Linked DNA regions of Mus musculus: region 2 is linked to region 1. A link is a contact called in public HiChIP or PLAC-seq data. All regions are on one chromosome and are shown on one strand. The core of a region is the stretch at or near the end of the contact, and the rest is flanking DNA. Distances in the headings are between cores, read along the strand shown. Region 1 overlaps Myt1l (myelin transcription factor 1-like). Region 2 overlaps Pxdn (peroxidasin).

Evidence for each region. HiChIP or PLAC-seq counts read pairs in DNA pulled down with a chosen protein or histone mark.
Region 2: an H3K27ac HiChIP or PLAC-seq map of embryonic fibroblasts shows a contact between it and region 1, with 11 read pairs. The contact joins two enhancer-like sites. A contact is called at or near these places in 2 of 484 Hi-C or Micro-C datasets (cerebellum and embryonic fibroblasts), 1 of 115 datasets of contacts at active chromatin or transcription factors (embryonic fibroblasts) and 2 of 9 other capture datasets (adipose tissue and liver).

Annotation. Positions count from the first base shown.
Region 1 is chr12:29,904,474-29,910,332 of GRCm38.p6, forward strand. The region is part of intron 21 of Myt1l (myelin transcription factor 1-like); the gene reads left to right. Among named protein-coding and RNA genes, the nearest start is that of Gm46346, 7.9 kb to the right of the region's middle. Within about 2 kb of position 2,763, at least 46 of the 459 cell types and tissues checked have an H3K27ac peak or open chromatin away from gene starts, as enhancers often do. A contact at or near this core is called in embryonic fibroblasts, where this site is marked.
Region 2 is chr12:30,000,108-30,005,593 of GRCm38.p6, forward strand. It overlaps Pxdn (peroxidasin), which reads left to right. Exons shown (of 23, transcript NM_181395.2): 17 at 1,814-3,317. Among named protein-coding and RNA genes, the nearest start is that of Gm15691, 57 kb to the right of the region's middle. Within about 2 kb of position 3,699, at least 82 of the 459 cell types and tissues checked have an H3K27ac peak or open chromatin away from gene starts, as enhancers often do. A contact at or near this core is called in embryonic fibroblasts, where this site is marked.

The DNA.
Region 1 (5,859 bases), core at 1,513-4,012:
AACGAGAGCAGAGAACTTTGGGAACAAGTGCTCTGTAGGCTGCAGACAGGCAATTTCTACAGAAAGCAGGTCCAAGAGTTACAGTGGAGAGGCCCTACCTCCTTCTTGGCCTCAGATTCCAGCTGACCACTCCTATGAATCTGCAGTCTGCCAAGTCCAGTTCTCAGGAAAAGGAGCCTGGCTCCCCACTAGAGCCAGCAGCCAGGCAAAAAATGCTGATGGTCACTGGCACCTATTAGAGGTAACCAGAGCCAAGCACCACAGCCAGTTAAGGAGAGTGCTCCAGTTCTTGACAGAAGCTGAAGCAAACCAACCCAGAAAGGAGAGGGGAATAGAAAACAAATAAACCAACCACACAACACCCAGAAATACCATGGAAGCAAGAGAAATCTTGTTAAGCTTATCATTTGTCATCAGGCAGGAAAGATGGAAAGGGTATTAAAGTCTATTATATTTATAACCCAAGGGGACAGAGAGTAGATTTATCTTTAAGACCTAAGTACAAAGGAAGGATTACGTGTAAAGTTAAGATGCCAAATTGAAGGCATAAATTGTAAAGAGATAACAAAATGGCATAACTATATTTCAGAAGAATGAATGGTTCCAGAGCGTTAGTAAAAACCACTAAAGAGTTCCTGGGGAAGGGACTATAAAAAAACCAGAAATCTGAGAAAATGAAAGAAAGAATATTACCAAAGAAAGCAAGCAAAAAAAGTTCACAGGGTGGAGATCCTGAGCATGTCAAGGGAAGACCTTGTTGAGAAACCAGGAAGTGACTAAAGCTCCCTCATGCTTTCTCCGAGAAATCCTCCCCTAGGAGATACGGATGGGACCCAGGCAAGAAAGGGTTCCTGCACCTGTGATGGGAAGCTTGGTACAGTCATCCAGGCTACTGACCCTGCAGCCTCAGGCTAAGTTCTCTCCCTGGGAACCTGTCTTTTCTCAAAGTCTGCCAGCAAACTTGTCCCTCACCTCTGCTGAAATCAACAGAGGTAGATATTGGTCACTCTAGATATCCTCACAATGACACATAGTGTTAGATTAAACAATAAACCATTAGAAATTGCAACCTTTCCAAGCTGAAATCCAGGAAGAGGGGAGGGCGGAGGGGAGGGGAGGGGAGGGGAGGAGAGGAAGGCCTGGGAAATTAGAAACAGTGGAGTGTCTGTTTCTGAAGCCTCGGGAATTCTCTCCTGTACCCACTGAACGACCCCAGCCCTGTTGTCCCCCAAGCCTGCTCCCCTGTACCTGCAACCACTGCTCTCTAGGCCTCTTCCATAGCCCTTCCAGGTGCTCTCCTTGATAGTGGCAGCTTTACAAGCATCAGAGCACTGTCCTCAACTCCAGTGCCCTCAGCGGATAACTCATGTCTCCAGCCATCAGCCTCTGCCTATCACTCTAATACTGGCCATACCCAAACTCAAGACTACCCAGTTCCACCTCCTCTATACCTGCCCTTACTCAGCAATTAAATACTATAAGACCAATAGCTGCCAGAGTTTCTATCTCTGTTTGAACAAAGGTGTTAGATCCCAAGTGAGGGAGACAGTGGTCAGCCACGTCTGGAGTCCAGATCTTCTAGGAACCCTGCCAAAATCATCTCTCACTCAGGGAGCATGTGGACAGCTACAGAGGACAGAGGACTCAAGCTGGTGCTCAGCACGTGCTGGAGCACAGCATCTTGGACGGGCTGTCAGCCACTACTGCTGCTCTCTATAGGGCCTCCTTTTGTCCGGAGAGTGCTGTTTCACTCAGAACCGCTCCATGGTCTGCTACTGTCAGGTGAATAGATGGGGATGTGAAATTCGACAACCATACCAGACTTTTTTCTTAAGACTGGGCATCTCTGTAGCCCAGGCTGATCTTGAGGCCTGCTTCATGTGTGACTATGCCCAACTCCTAGCAAGGTTCTAGACACTCTGATGGTGTTTCTATGATCACTGTTGCTCAGTAACTCCACCAGTGACCTCTTAGATGAACACCAGTCTCTTTAGTGTCCCCAAGTTTTGGAAGGAGTATTTGTTTATGAGACTGAGGAGGCTGGCAGGGTTTCCATAGACTGAAAAGGCTAAGCCACTTAGGGAGCAAGAACCTGCATCTGGGTGGATGATCACACAGCAATGTTATATAACATGCAAAATGGTAAAGGCTCGTGGAAGAGAGATGTCTCACACAGACAATGGATGCTGGCCCCATCTCTGGAAGCCTCTAGAAGTCTGAATCTAGGAAAACCTGGTTTTGCTGAGCAAACCCTCGTCTTGCATGTTTCCCTGGGCTTTCTTCCAGATCTCGTGTTTGCTCCTCATGATCATGTCCTGCCCACTTTCATCATACACACCCTTGGAAGTTTAGCTCTCCATGTGCAGCTGAAGGTTCTCCAGGAAACTAATGGCCTGATAAAGACTGGGGACCTTCTTTCCCCCTTGTGCAGCCACTGAAATCCTTGCTGTGTCCTTAAATGATGTCTGGTGCCAGATGTGTGGGACCGCGGGCAAGGAGGAATGGGGAAATGGGCATTGAGTATGGGTTCCCCAGAATTTCTCAATACTGAAACTACAAATCAAAGCCCAGAAGCCACCTGTCTTTACTAGAAAGAGCTTCCACAGCAGACTGTGTGAGCTCCTTTGCTTGGAACTTACCTTCTGTGGCATGGAGGCTGCCTATGTGTTCCTTCCCTGAAGCTGATGGGTATGGATCCCTCAGTATCTCAAGGTCAGTCTGGCCCACTGCTAGGCAAAGAGGAGACTGAGCGAGTAACCAGCAGATGGCAGCATGTCTGCAAGGAATCAGTCACTACCCAGAGGTCTGAGCTAAGATCAGGGCTCAATTCCAAGTTTGACCCATAAGGAGTTGCACTCATAGGTTTGGAATGACAGGAACTGAATGAGCTATTTGAGCAGGATGCAGCATTCTTTGGGTCTATTTCCTGATACAGTTTCCCAAACTCCCACCCAGGCTTCACCTCCTTAAGTAACGCTGTTATTTACCCTTCCCGTCAGGTGGATTTATTCACTGAAGACAGAGAAGCAACATAAAATTGTTATTTCTAGGACTTCTGCTCAGTTCAATGTGAGACGGCAGTTTTTATTTGCCTTTTGTTTCCCCTTACAACTGTACAAAGGAAGAGTTTTGGAATTCTGGGCAGTGAATACCTGAGACCTAGACTGAGGCCGTGTAGCCCAGAATGCATCTGGCTTTCTCCTAAGAACTACAAAGAGTTAAGAAGGCTGGAGCTCTACTTCAGGGGTCCTTGAACCAGCTGCTGATAGACAGAGCCGCTGGGCAGCACTTAATATCTGTTGTGGTGAAGCAGTGTAGGTCAGACCCGGGAACTCACTAGAAAGGGGTTCTATAATCCTCATCGGAGAGAAAACAGGTAAAACTGGAGACATTCTCATGAGTGGAATCCAGATCAGACATTATGAAAGCACAATCTTGAGGGAGAAATGTCATCTGGTGTCATTTTTCCCCATCATTGACTACATGCAATTTTACCAAAGTCTGCAAAAGCACTCTTGAGATCCCTGGTGTGGTGTGCTCTTGGTCTAGAAAGAGCCTGAGATGCATAGGTGTGATGTCTGGGGATGTGATCCCTGAGCTGCAGGTATTCTTGGGTTGAGAGCAGCAACCTGAGCTGGGTGGAGACTGTGCTGGCTGGAGGCTTCCTGAAGCACATGCTTCTATTTAATAGATAATGAGGTGAGAAAAGTTGGGTGCTCAATACACAGTGCTGGAGCAGAAATATAAGACCTGAGAGTATCATGGGTAAATGAAGAAATGCAGAGCGGAGACACCAGTGTGCAGACCTTAAGCTGACAGTGTGGACATTTAGGAACCATGGGTCTTGAGCTGAAGAAGTGATCTGGGGTCCCAGAAGCATTGCACAGGATGTGTATGGTTTGTTGGATTCAGCCCAAGTAAAGCCCTGCAGCTCCATTAAGGGACGGACACATGGGCCCCAGGGATGGTGACTGTGAAAAACAACATGTAGCTTAGGATCCTTCCTGTGGCAACAGCCCGGGTACAATGTGAGGAAGGGCGGCAGGCCTCTGGAACCCAGTCCTCCACATTCTGAAGCTCTCTGCCCAACTTCCCCACCTCTGAAAATCTGCCGCAAGAGTGGCCAGAGGCTTTCCTGGGAAAGGAATAGTGGCCATATTTTGGGGGATGCATTCTCTGTGGGGCTGGGCCAGGCCTGAGGCTGGAGCAAAGTGCTGTTCTGGGAAGCCCAGATCTGGGAATGTATGCAGGAGGCTCAACCAGCTCCCCATGCCCACAGTCATGCCCAACTTGCCCTGGGAATGGAGGTGAGTCCAGGTATACCCTCTTCGGAAAACAGCAGTCCAGAAGCTCCCATTTCAGTTACCTGACTAGCACAGGCAACTGAGCAATGTGCAGAAGCTCCTGCAGTCATTACATGTGATACCCAGTCCTAACCTGACCTCAGCTCTCCATTCACGAGTAAACTAGTCCAGATCTATACAACACATGCCCCTTGCTGGATCCTAGCTGACAGCTAACAGAGATCCTACAGACCATACTATGGCAGAGGACTCTTGTCCCTGGGATATTATGCATATTACATTGGCACACCAAATATTACATGTATATTGTGAGCAAAGCTGTAAACAACACCCTACCCCAGCAATTCGGCTCATGTCTGAGCTCAGCATGATTATATACAGAAATGATGCTGATAATGTGAATTTGAGCAAGAAGCTACTACAGAGCCTGGCTGTAGGAGACTTCTGTTATTTCAGAGTGAGATCCTTCTAATTGTACAAAGAAAATCTGACGGTAAAGCAGTTGTGGCATCCCATGACAATGGCCTCACTATCTCATGTTTGCACAAGTACAACATGGTACACTTGCTTGTACAGATCACCTCTGTTGCATTTAGCAAAGCATACGAAGGGGCCATGGGAATAGGACTGTCTGTTCCATGTGAAGCCCCAGCAGCAGGGAAGGCTGTGTGGAGGTGGGTTTTCAGGAGCAAAACATGCCAAAAGCAGTCTCCTGCCTTCATGTCTCCTGGTAGCTGCAGGCAGCCTCCCAAGAGGGGGAACTCTGGGCAATGGACTTAGTCTGGGTTTATTTCCAGGGGGAGAGAAGTGTGCTTTGTTTTGTTTCCCAAGCGGTCTCATATAGCCACAGATGGCCTTGAACCCTTTTTGTAACTGAGACTTTTCTTGAATTCGTAATTCTTCTGCATCTACCTCCCAAGGGTATAGCATAGGCATGTGTCAATGTACCCATGCCCACATGAGAAGGTTTTACTCCGGGGAAGGGGTCAAGGCTGTGGAGGTGAAAACTTGGGTCACACCTGGGTAAATTGGGGGTGCAGAGAAAGGGGAATGCTAGCATTCAGCTTGCTTCCTCCTTTTAAACCCCTTTTTAATTAGTCTAGAGTCCTGGTGTATAGAATTGTATGACCCACATTTGGAATAGCTCTTCCCTCCTCTATAAAAACTCTTGAGGAATAACCTCAAAGACACAACCAGAAGTGTAATTTCTAGACAATTCCAAAGCTATCAGGTGATGATGCAAAAGCACATTACATTTCATCAGGGGCCATCTGAAAACCTGGCTGAGTAACAGGTCTGCTTTCAGAAATATTGGTGACGTTATTGTAGCTGACTTTATACCTGCCTCCATCCCAAACAGTGAAGGGGGTCATGCTCACTAAAGCTGGGTAGAACATTCCTACTTTACTTTGTTTCCATCAGATTGAACCTAGTTGTTGTCTAAGTTTGATGCTATTCACAAGAAGTAAGCTTTTAAGGAATATAATCGCTCCATAAAGGCTGCCAATAGCTCTGTGAGTTACACCATGAAAAGCATGTGTTCCCTTGTCTCATA
Region 2 (5,486 bases), core at 2,449-4,948, 97 kb after region 1:
TGCATGTGCATCATGTAAGAGGCTCTGGCTATGCCTGCACTAGTATCTGAGCCCACTTTCTCTTGAGCTTATGTAGGTCCTGGTGTCTCTTTGGGCCCCTATCCAGGGGCCTCGGACTGCCCTTTAGCTCCAGGAGACCCCCAGGCCTTTTGGGCCAGCAGCATGCCTCTACTAGGTGTCCATGACCTTCCTAAAGTCATCAAAACAGCCACATAATGATCCCAGGATCAAGGATCCTCATGCTCAGAGCTCAGTTTTATTAAATGCTGCCTGAAGACACTGGCCCGGCCAAGGCCTTCCCCTTCCTCATTCTCTCTCCCCTGCAGAGTGTTCTGGGCTTCAGACAAGCCAGCTGTGCATGCAGACACCTATGCACACGCATTTGTGAATACCAGGACTTTGAACAATGTAGGACCTGATTAGCTAGGCTGATTGATCTGTGCCTATTTGGGCCTTGCTGTGTGTCCTCCCTACAGATTGTCCTTCCTGCATGTCTAGTTCTTGTGTGCCAGAGATGAAAGGAAAGCTTCCTGGGCTAATCTTGGGTAGCTGATGTTTCCAAAACAATCATGGAATTTTTTTTTTTTTTGGTATGGATATTTTACAGGTCATCCTCTGTAAGAAGGGGCTCTTTTACAGCCTTTAAAATGTGTAGACTGGGTCTCCGGAGCCAGACATAGGCTAGAGATACTTTAATGAAAAGTTGCAGGGCTGGCTCTGATCAGCAGAGAGAGCAAGCAAGAGAGAGACAGAGACAGAGACAGAGAGACAGAGAGAAAGAGACAGAGAATACACATGGATATTGGTCTCATGTACCTGGATATATGCACATGTGAATGTGATTGTGCCCACGTGTGAGCAAGTTATCTTGCATATTTTACATAGAAGCATGTCATATGGTTATGCAGGCAGGATTGTGTATGTTTATGAGGGTTAAACTGTGAGTGTGTATACATGAGTCTCAGTGAGTGAGCTTGTCCTCAGATATTTGTGCTTGTCTGAAGACTGGAACACTCTGTAATGGAGGGATAGAGAGGAAGGGGGAGGCCTTGGCTATGCCAATGTCTTCAGGCAGCATTTGATGAAACAGCTCTGAGCGTGGGGTCCAGAGGTGTTTATGTACCTGGTTTTGATGGCTTTAGGAAGGTCATAGAGAACTTTTAGAGTCATGCTGCTGACCAACAAGACCTGGGGTTTTCCTGTAGCTGATGGGTCGTCTAAGGCTTCTGAGCAGGAAGGCAACCTAGTGGGAATCTGCCCCTGGCTGGCCAGGTGGATGGGTGTGTCTTATGGTGGATTTTGTGAGAAGCAAGACCAGTGTCATGAGCAGTGTCCTGGGTTGATGACAGAGGAAAGGAGAGGGTGGCAGGAGTCTGAGGCCCCTGTAAGTGTCTGACTCATACTTGCAGGTGGCTATAGGATGGACTCTGAAGACAGGTGCTTTGGTATATTTAGTCACTATAGTGAACATTGATGGGCATAGGGAAGCTCTTCCACAAGGAGAGGACCTAGGGCTGGTGTGGAGGTGCTTCTCTGCCTGTTCCATGGAACAATATGAGGTAGGCTGAAGGCCCTCAGTTTTGGACCTCTGAATGTGCTGGGTTTCTTGAGGAATCACTTTATTAGAGCTAGTCGTGTAAAACCATAGACCTGATGGAAAGGCGTCAAGACTGTCAGCAAACAGTGAGCTGAGCAGGAAGGGAATACTCCACCCAATCAGCAGCCAGAGCATCTGCAGGCACCAGCGGAGACTCTGAAGGCAGTGGTCTGCACCATGGCTGGTAGAAGCCAATACTTCTCTACTGTGTTGCAGGTTACCACTACAATGATCTGGTGTCCCCGCAGTACCTGAGCCTCATCGCCAACCTGTCAGGCTGCACTGCACACCGCCGCGTGAACAACTGCTCAGACATGTGCTTCCACCAGAAGTATAGGACGCACGATGGCACGTGCAACAATCTACAGCACCCGATGTGGGGTGCCTCACTGACCGCCTTTGAGCGCCTGTTGAAGGCTGTGTATGAGAATGGGTTCAACACACCCCGGGGCATTAATTCCCAGCGTCAGTACAATGGGCATGTACTACCCATGCCCCGCCTGGTGTCCACCACACTGATTGGGACAGAGGTGATCACCCCCGATGAGCAGTTTACACACATGCTGATGCAATGGGGCCAGTTCCTTGACCATGACCTAGACTCTACAGTGGTAGCCCTGAGCCAGGCCCGCTTCTCTGACGGCCAGCATTGCAGCTCTGTGTGCAGCAATGACCCTCCCTGTTTCTCGGTCATGATCCCCCCCAATGATCCCCGGGTGCGGAGTGGCGCCCGATGCATGTTCTTCGTGCGATCGAGCCCCGTGTGTGGCAGCGGCATGACGTCCCTGCTCATGAACTCTGTGTACCCTCGAGAGCAGATCAACCAGCTCACCTCCTACATCGATGCCTCCAATGTGTACGGCAGCACAGACCACGAAGCCCGCAGCATCCGGGACCTGGCCAGCCACCGTGGCCTGCTGCGTCAGGGCATTGTGCAGAGGTCTGGCAAGCCCCTGCTTCCCTTTGCCACCGGGCCACCCACTGAGTGCATGCGCGATGAGAACGAGAGCCCGATACCATGCTTTCTGGCCGGCGACCACCGTGCCAACGAGCAGCTTGGCCTGACCAGCATGCATACGCTGTGGTTCCGGGAGCACAACCGCATTGCAGCAGAGCTGTTGAAGCTAAACCCGCACTGGGATGGGGACACTGTCTACCATGAGACCCGCAAGATAGTCGGGGCAGAGATACAGCACATCACCTACCGGCACTGGCTGCCCAAGATCCTGGGGGAGGTGGGCATGAAGATGCTCGGTGAGTACCGGGGCTACGACCCCAGTGTCAATGCTGGCATCTTTAATGCCTTTGCCACTGCAGCCTTCAGGTTCGGTCACACTCTGATCAACCCTCTGCTCTACCGGCTGGATGAGAACTTTGAGCCCATCCCTCAGGGCCATGTGCCCCTCCACAAAGCCTTCTTCTCGCCCTTCCGGATTGTCAACGAGGGGGGCATCGACCCACTTCTCCGAGGGCTGTTTGGAGTGGCAGGGAAGATGCGCATTCCCTCTCAATTGCTGAACACAGAGCTCACGGAGAGGCTGTTCTCCATGGCCCACACAGTGGCCCTGGACCTGGCTGCCATCAATATCCAGCGAGGCCGGGACCATGGCATCCCACCCTACCATGACTACAGAGTCTACTGCAACTTGTCGGCTGCTTACACCTTTGAGGACCTGAAAAATGAGATCAAGAGCCCTGTGATCCGGGAGAAACTGCAGAGGTGGGTATTGGTAAACTGAGGCACCTTGATAGGTATGTAGATGTCAAGAGACCTTGGCTGTGAACTGTGATGTCACCGTCTCTAGGTTCAAGCTTCAGTGGTGAGAGAAATCTGTGGTGACTGAGATTGGACAGCCTGTGGTCTGCTGGCCAAGATGCTACATACAGAGCCAGCCTAGGGTTGGGGTAGTCGTGTTTGCCCACCTCTTTGTGCTCAGGAGGTAGACTTTGTAAACTGTAAGGAGTTTTCTGTTGAGATAGCAGTTATACTTTCCTAGCTGGGACAGTAAAGTCACATGGCAAATGGGCCTCAGACTGGCCAGCCTCCTGGGCCTGGCTCTCCACCTATAGTGTGACTCATGCATGAGTGGCTATTGCTCATACAAGAGGAGAGCTGGCCTGGGAGCTGAATAACAGATGTGGAAGTTTCATGGGAGATGAATAACCCACCACTCAGAGGATAGAACTGGTCTGCTCGGGATTTGGTTATCTCATCTAGGGCCAGGCTTCTTCGGACCTTCTGCCTCCTAGGGGCTGTTCAGACCTGAGGCGTGCAGGAAGGTCTCCCTTGTGAGATACTGCAGTTTCTGAATGACAGCTGCCTCCCTGTGCTCCAGTGCACTTACATAATGGGATTTGATTATTGGCGAGGGAAGCACGCGAGTTCTCCACGGGGACAATATATCTTTTTGTCACCGTTATGCTTAATTGGGATTTATGCTCACTGACTACTTCATGGGGCATCATGTCCCCATCCAGATGGCCACGGATGGCTTTCCCAGTTCATTTTTGCTTTTGCTTGCCAAAATATTTCAGAACTTCTTGGTTTCTGGTAATCTTGCCACTGCTGCTGCTGGAGATGGTGGGCCTGGACCAGCTGTAAGGGGAGAGACCTTGGCAAAGACACGACGCATGCACGCGCACGTACACACATACACACATACACTAGTCATTTATTCTTTCTGTGAACTAATTACAAAGAGGAAAAAATGAGATGTGACTGGGAGGAGAGCTGAATGGCCATGAAAGCCTGGGCTGCCAGGATTTTCAGCAGGCCTTGGGGAACGCAGCTGTCGTCTACTGTCCTGGCAGCCTGTTGAAGTTTTACATTTCAGGGCAGCCTGGAGATGAAGACGTGGGCTGAATCTGGGCTTCTCTCCCTGGTGGGGTCCACAGGCTACCCCCCCTCCGGGGGGGAGGCTCTGTAGTGCCATGGAGAGCATCCCCAGCAGACCTGAAACATATCCTTCAGCCTTCTGCTACCCCTTTACAGACGGGAGGGCAAAGAGCAGGCATCCTGAGGTGACACTGTCATCTGGTGCCCGCGCAGCAAAGCCAGCAGCCCTCTCTGTCCTCATGGCAGGTGACTTCCAGTAAGGCCTGGGAGGCTTAAGGCCAGGGTGCTTGTCCCTGAATGTCAGTGACCACAGTTTGTGCTTGGACAAGCTAGATGGCAGCTTGATGAGAGTAGATTTGATGGAAGAGGAATGTTTGTCATGTTGGGAGATGAATGTATGTCTTTTCCGATAGATTATAGGGTGCTCCACTGTCGCTCCAAGCCTGGTGGGGAATGGAGGGTTGGGCGTAGGGGTTGGAAGATGTTATTTCAGACTCCAGCACAGTCTCTTGCAGCAATTGGAACCAAGACTACCTGGTGCCTTGTAAGCTCTTAGAAAATTGCACAAGGCTAGAAAACAAAAGTCTTTTGGCATTGCTGGTTCTTTCTGTATCTTTCTGTATGGGCATACATATTCCCAGGGCATGGAGGACCTAAGAGAATGCTTGTTAAACATTTGATAATGTTTAAGCTTCATGTTAGATATCTACCCTATTTAATTAACCAGCATTTCCATTGACAAATACATTTCTCTATACTGTAGGGTTTAATCTTATTCTTTTCAATTAGACTATTCATTGTTCTTATACTTAAGGAAAAGGATAGGTGTGAGGAGATAGATAGGTTGCCTCATGAACTTGGGTGATTCTCCCTGGAGCACAGGAAAGAATTATGTCTTAATTTTCTTATGTTTTTGGCTTTCAAATCACTTATAAGTAAATATATATATATATATATATATATATATATATATATATATATATATCCCTCATATATACAAGGAAAAGAGGAAAATTCTTTAAAATGTGATTAAAGAAGATTTAAAGAAATAGC